2 separate regions of the Scleropages formosus genome follow, and region 2 is linked to region 1. A link is a contact called in public Hi-C data. All regions are on one chromosome and are shown on one strand. The core of a region is the stretch at or near the end of the contact, and the rest is flanking DNA. Distances in the headings are between cores, read along the strand shown. Region 1 holds the start of LOC108930781 (CLOCK-interacting pacemaker-like). Region 2 holds the start of LOC108930817 (WD repeat-containing protein 20).

Evidence for each region. A called contact is a pair of places that touch in the nucleus more often than the background predicts.
Region 2: a Hi-C map of muscle shows a contact between it and region 1, with 2.7 times the contacts expected there. The contact joins the promoter of LOC108930817 here to the promoter of LOC108930781 in region 1. A contact is called at or near these places in 2 of 2 Hi-C or Micro-C datasets (both in muscle).

The regions. Positions count from the first base shown.
Region 1 is chr5:6,358,267-6,361,955 of fSclFor1.1, reverse strand. LOC108930781 (CLOCK-interacting pacemaker-like) reads left to right here and starts at 1,979. Exons shown (of 4, transcript XM_029252302.1): 1 at 1,979-2,256.
Region 2 is chr5:6,504,115-6,507,803 of fSclFor1.1, reverse strand. It overlaps LOC108930817 (WD repeat-containing protein 20), which reads right to left and starts at 1,577. Exons shown (of 4, transcript XM_018746230.2): 1 at 1,307-1,577. The coding sequence starts at 1,555.

The sequences.
Region 1 (3,689 bases), core at 730-3,229:
TTGCTTGTTATACAAAGACCACTAAATGTGCACCAGTTTGTCTGTCTCTTGACCCTGCCTTTTTCAAGAACTTCCATGAATTGTGTTATGTGCCGGAGTGTTTTCATTCAACTCTGCACCTCCCTCCTTAGTCCTGCCTTTGGTTATCCGTGCAGGACAGGTGATGTACGTACAGTTCATACAGGACTTTTCAGTAAAAACAATGACTCATTTACATGGAAGGGAATACCTGTGAATCATTTACATTTAAGTGGTTTTTCTTATTGGTGCTGAAGAGATGGTAGCATGGACACTAGAATTTTTCTGTAGAATTTGCATGTGAAACTAAGAGGATGGAAAACTTACATTTATTTATTTAGCAGATGCTCTTCTCCAAAGCGACTTCCAATGAACTCTATGTAGTGTTATCAGCCCACACACCTTATTCACCGTTTTGACTTACACTGCTAGATACACTACATACAATGGGTCACTCATCCACACATCAGTGGAACACACACACTCTCTGTCACTCACATACTATGGGGGAACCTGAGCAGCATGCCTTTGGAGTGTGGGAGGAAACCAGAGCACCCAGAGGAAACCCATGCAGACACAGGGAAAACATGCAAACTCCACACATACTGAGTGGGGATCAAACCCATGTCCTCTCACACCACCCAGGTGCTGTGAGACAGCAGTGCTACTAGCTATGTCACCATGCCCCCCTATATCCTTTATATTAACAATATTAATTAAATATTTATATAATTATATATTACAATATATTAAGTATTTTTGAAACTTTGCCTCATGCTGTAACCTGTCTGAGCACATCCATTCAGTTTCTGTAACTGCTTGTCTTGGGCATGGTCACAGTGAACAGGAACCTATCCCAGAAGCTCTGGGCACAAGGTGGGGAGAGGGGTACACCCTGGACAGGATGCCAGTCCGTCACAGGGTGGCCACTCACTCACTCACTCACCCATTCACACATTACTGACAATTTAGTGTCATCAGTCTGCCTGAAGTGCATGTCTTTGGATTGTGGGAAGAAACCAGAGCACCCGGCTGAAATCCACAGAAACACAAGGAGAATATGCAAACTTCACAGAGGCTAAGCTAGGGCCGAACCCACGTTCTCTCACACCACCGTACCGCTGCCACTTGAATCCACCGCAACCTTTTTGGTACGACAGAAATGTGAACCTTTATAAACTTAATGTTACCAAAAATTACAGTGAAGAGCATGATTTACCTGCCTTTTTTGTTAGAACTCAAGACTCATCTAGTGTAGTATTTATGGAATCAGTTTGTTTTGGCCTGCATAATACTGTCTTGTAATGTATGCTTTTGTTACCTAATATATATCGGAATAACTGACAATCCATAGCAACTGCATTTTGGCAAAAAAACAAAAAAAGACTGCAGTTTGAACAAGATGCTACGAAGAGTGAGACTGAGCTGAAGCCATATCATCATGCAGTGATGGCAGATGCAGGGACATCACTGAGGATCATGTCTAGGGGGTGCTTCTGTTGTACTCTCGAGGAGGACAGAGGTCCTTAACTATGTAACCAGATTTTTTTACGGTAAACGTAAATTTTAAATAAAACAGATGACAGAAAAGAAAAATAACAGCGATCGGTTGTAATTAAGCCTCCATCTTTGCCTTATGTTTTTTTTTTCCCCAGACAAACACGTCGGTGTTTTGATTTAATTATGCGCGGCGCGCTTCTCCACCACATCTGCACTTCCAAGCTCCCTACAATAAATGAGAGCGCAGCGACACCGAGCAGCTGCTCGACTCCTCCGGCGCTCACGTTTCTCGGCTCGCGCCCACGTCGCGAGCCAAGGCGGAAACGCGCCAAAAAAAAATAAACAAAGGCGGGGCTACGCGTACGTCAGGCTGACGCTTCCGCTCGAGGCGCGTGCGGCCACGCCCCCGCGCTGGAAACGACGGGAGAAAGCATCGATACGGCAACGGGAAGCGGTGCGATATTGTCCCCCCCGGAAGCGCCGCCCACCGAAACGAGCGGCGCCGTTAGCTGGATCGCGTGCTTGAGCGTTGGGGATGTGGGGCGAATAACGTGACGGGGGCGAACGAGCCGTGAAGACACGCCCCCTGTGCACGTGAGCGCGCGCTGACTCAGGGCTCCGTCCGCTGTCACCTGCTCCGCGCCATGTGTCTTGTGTCGTGTGCCGTGTGTGCGACTCGAGCTGCGTGAGCGACCCGACCGACCGACCGACCGACCGACGCGTCTCTGCTTCGCTACGGTCAGTTTGTGCTCGTTTTCCCGCCCGGCTGCAGTTACACGATACATGATGATGATGATGATGATCATGTCGTTCACGTTTCGTTTTCCTGAACTTGAAGTGTCTGTGTTTGCAGTTAACTGTGTAAAATAATTTGTAAACTCTGCAACGCCGTGAGAGCAACACGATCATCGATCGGATCGACGACGATGATCCAAGAGTCAGACGAGAAGGTTATTAAACGCGACCCGATTTGGATTCACTGTGTCCGAACGCGAGCGACTGCGTTAGAGACGGAGCCGAGACAGTAAAACAGGCCCCTTGTTGTAGCCGACTGAGTGCGCGTTCAAAGTGCCGCTCCGATCCGCTCCTCCCGCGGGACTCGAGCCCTCTGCTACACCTCCATGGCTGCCGCGTTCACTGCGTTTCTCTCTTCTCTGCCCGTCTTTACTCGTTCCTAACTGTTTTACCGCCGTCAGACGAGTACGAGCTGTCGGCGGCATCCGCTGTGTTTACCGCATTTACTCTGCTGTGGACGTTTCAAGGTGCGAAGCGCCCTTTGCCGCGGCGCTGCGGTTCTTACCCTGATTGATATAGTAAAAAAAAAAATGGAGTAAAGCAGGACTGTGTGTGGCTTTGAGCATAAAGCTATTACGAAAAAAAGTGCCCTGGAAGGAAAATGACGAAATGTGTGTGTGTGTGTTCCTGGCGGTGGATGGTTTAACTTTAAGTAAGAAGCCGGTGTCCGGTGTCCGGTGTGTTTCGCACTCGGTCAGTGTCACCCTTCAGACCGCTCTTTATTCGCGCTTCCTTTCCCTACAGGCCAGGCTCTCTGTTCAGTTAAAGAATGTTGTTGTGCGAGAAGAAAATCGGATCGGCAGCTCGCGGCTCCCTTTGAACGCGTCGCGCGCGCACCTGTCAATGTTACATTGCGGGAATTTTGCACTTTTCTCCAAAGCCACTGGCAGCGTTAGTCTGTCTGCAATTATTTACCTATAGATCTGGGTAACCTTTGCTGGAGGTAACTTAGGGTAGGTACTACAGCAGGAGGTGGGATTCGAACCTGGGACCGTTGGGTCTAAAGGCGGCAGTGCTAACTACTACACTACCAGCTCTGCTGCTGTAGGAATCACTGGAGCTCAGGATTGTGGTTGAACCCTTCGTTCAACTCCTTGTCCATCCATCCGTCTCGCTCTTAGAGGCCAACTCGTCCGCCCCAGTTAGTTCCTGCCGTGACCGAACGCACATTTTGAGCCTCGTGGGCTCTGTCCTCCGCAGAGCTGTGTAAATAATTGCAGTTAATATGGTTATCATTTATTTCTGCCACCAATAAGTGAGAGAATAAGCGCTTATTCAGGTCCTTGGGGTACAGCTGGTAGTGTAGTGGTTAGTGCTCCTGTCTTTAGACCCGGAGGTCACAGGTTCCCATCTCACCTCTGGCTGTACATGGGTAA
Region 2 (3,689 bases), core at 328-2,827, 150 kb before region 1:
CTTACTCAAGGATACAATGGTTGAACTTGGACCGGCAATCTTCTGGATACAAACATGAATTCCAGCCACAAAACAGATTTCAAATGGAACTCAAATTGGTATCTTCAGTCAACAGATGCTAAATATCACAGGACCAGTGTTAAAGGAATCTGAACAGGAAAAGTATTCAAATCCATAGATATTTCTAGAAGAAATTTAAAAAAAAATAAAAAATAAAAACTGACTGGGACTGCCTGATAAAAAATGTGAAACTTTGTAAGATTTTTTTTGCCAATGTTATCTAGGTAAATAGTAAACTCCCATTATGAAACAGTACTTGTTTTCTTGCCATGCTCCAGCAGACTAAGGTGCATCAGCGTGAAGCATATAGTCATAACAAGACACTTCATAAATGCCACTGACAGCACTTCAGTGTAACCTAGATTCATTGCTTTATTGTAACTAAATTCTTTAAAAAAAAAAAAGCTTCAGCTATAGCCCTGTAGCATCACACACATTCAAACACTAATTTTCAGTTATTGCATTCTACAACACTGTGCCAATAAATCTGGCTCAGCAGCAGAGTATTTTCCAGAATATCTTAATACGTACAAACTGGTTTCCTTTCGTTTACCCAACAGGCAAAGTAAAAGGTCCCGAAGTCCATTACTGATTATATACTTTCTTTGTGTGCCCGGCCGGCACAAGTCGTACAGTTTTAAATTACTGCTGTGGTGTAAAACGTACAATGATGCCAGAGAGGAAAAGAACACAGTTGTGTCCAAAGCTCACACAGGTGTGCACTTTCCTTCAGGACTCAGTCATCTTATCCATCTTTCAAAGTACAAAGTACTGCTCCACCCAGCACCAGCACACACAACTTCTTCTTGCTATGTGGGTGTCACACTTTTTAAGTGATGAGGATCATGCAGACAGTAAAAGGGGCGTCGTTGTCGGCATGGCAACTGCAGTGGAGGCAAATACCGCACACACGCACAACGCAGCAGAGTGTGAGCAAAACTGCTAAAGAAGTGGCGCTCGACTCCGGCACGCCCACTCCGACAGCCACGGTCACTTCCACAGTCCGGACGGCAGCTCGTGGGCAGCTCGTGAGCGGAGCGCGAGGCCCTTCCACCACAGCAGCGGTGGCGCTTGCTTGCGCGCGACACACAAACAGCACCTCACGACACGAGTGTGACGCGCGAGCTGCACCACCGGCGCGGCGCCTGAAGAAACCCGAAGTGCCTCAGCGCTTTTTGACTTCATTCATTCACACAGGAGACAAGGAACAGCGCAGCTTAAGCCTAGGCACCTCGACGCCCGTTACCTTTCTGACGCCTTTGTAGATATAGAAGTACAGCTCCCGGCCCACATTGAAACAGATTCTCTCGCCGTTACCAGATTGATCGTTGACGTTAACGAAGGAGACTTTAACAGGGTTAGAGCCCTGGGAATTGAAAGGCACCCGGTTGGGGCGGCTGTATTCAGAGTGAGTGAGGAGTTTATACACGCCTTCCCGAGTGGTGAATTGAGTTTTAATTTCGTTCATCTCCTTCCCTCCTCCCTCCGCCGCCATCTTGGAAATTAGTATTCATCCTGCCTCGAGTCCGGATCTTACTCACAGCGCATGCGCGCTCTGGACAGGCCAGTCGCCTTCTTGTCAGCTGACGCCAGAGTTCACGCGCGTTTCCGGCGAAGCAGAACTTTTGTAGAGTTTTCGCGAAAGCTGCTCTGTCGTGTAGTTTGTCGTTTTGTGCTTACACATACGAAGAGCCAGGTTATTGCGGAATTGACCACAAATGTAATAATATAATTCTCCGAATTCTGTTTTTGCTAGTATAATGTATGGTATGCATGCTGGATTGCAAGAAGAATTCGGCGCCAGACACAGAAAACAGCAGTATTGAGTATAGCTGTACGACGGCGAAGAACAAGACCATAACAATAATATGCAAAACAGTCACCATGTGCAAAAATAAAGAAAATCTGGATTACAGATATTATTAGACGCGACATTCTCAATTGTCGAACAGTGGGTTCCATTGAACTGTGACAAACGAGACAAACCGGTGCGCAACAAGTAGCTTGTTTTAGGGTTAACGAGAAGAAAGTCTTTTCTAGAAGGTTGGCCCGGAAGTGTCCTCTGAAATTCTCAGCAGTCTGTCCAGTGGAAACCAAGACCCTTAAGTAGGATTCAGTGGAATTATTCAGATGCGTTAGGCTTTCTTTGAATGGTGGGGGGTAACGTCCCTGCCTACGGTAAATAATGTATTGTACCATATAACCCCAATGTATGAGGACAAAGAAATGCATATTCCTTCAGATTTTTCCATGGACCAGCAGCTGAAGTTATCTGAATAAATTTAATAGAGAGCAGGAATGTGACGGGGGCAGTTCAAGTGTAGGTTTGAATCCAACGTTGTTGGGTTTGCATTTTTTCCCCTCTTCCCGGGTGCTTTTGTTTTTTCCCGGAGTTGGAAGATGTCTTTCCGAGCAATTTGCGAATGAGAACGTATGTTTGTGGCTATGCTGCATATTTTAGTATTTACAGCGTATGCCTGTTCAGGGTTTATGCTGCGTACCCTTTTTTGGCAGCGATTCTGGAATTTCCAGGTGGAAATATGCATTTTTATTTTTTTTTTTAATTTAAATATTAACACAGAAACTGTACTGTGGCAGTTGTGGGGCAGAGGTTGGCTGCAGGACTTAAGTCCATTTCTGTTTTGGTTCATTCTGGTAATAAGGCAAACAAGTAAACTAAAACTATTCTCCTCCCAGGCACTCTGAACATGTTTTTCCTCAAATGCCTCCAAAAAGGTAAACTTTACAGTCACCCTTTTTGTGACTGAGTAGGTGCCACTGGCCATCATACTCCAATTGGGAGAAGGACTAGGTCCTGGGAGTTTTTGCAATAGTTCTGCAGCCTGCCTTGAGTTGGACCACCAACTAGGTCACATCTGAATCTCCTCCCCCAAGCTTCAGGCTGGTCAGGGAATCGAGCAACATATTTTTGAGCAAGTGGGAGGCCAATGCACGCTCACCCTCTTGGGTCAAACACCTGGCTGCCCCTCCCAGCAACCAGTACAGATAGCTGAATTTGCTCCAGTGCTGCTGGGGTTAGTCCTCCCCTTGTTCCTGTGGTAGACGAATGTTCACCAGGTCCCCCTCAGGCTGACTGCTCATGGATGCCCTCCGCATCATCACCCCACTCTGGTAGCTGCAGCGAGACCTTGTCACCACACTTGGGGAGCAGCTTACCTGCCAGCGTCACAGGAACACGCACTGGCTCACCATCTAGTAGGCCCTCAGATGGTTGCTCATCTTTAGGTGGGTAATCCGCCAGGTTGGGTCACAGCAGCGATGGGCTCTCAGACAGGGCCGGACAGGAGGGAATATACAACTGGCAAAAGGATAAGCCTCGCCTGGAGAACTGATGCCTTCATCCTTGAGGCTTTCCTGAACTGTGACATGTGGGCACTCCCAGTCTGCCTGCCTCAATTAACCATGGCCTGTACTTGCCCTACTCTTGCCAACTCCTCCCGTTGGGTTTGCCAATGACAGTCCTCGCATGACCCAAAGTCATTGCCATCATTGTTGCAGCACTGTTCCCAAAACCATTCCAATCGGTTGAGGGTACCTGGCCCCACCGCATGGCACAGAGCCCCAGAATGTGCCCATGTCACTATAGGCTGGCATCCCAGCCCAGGCTC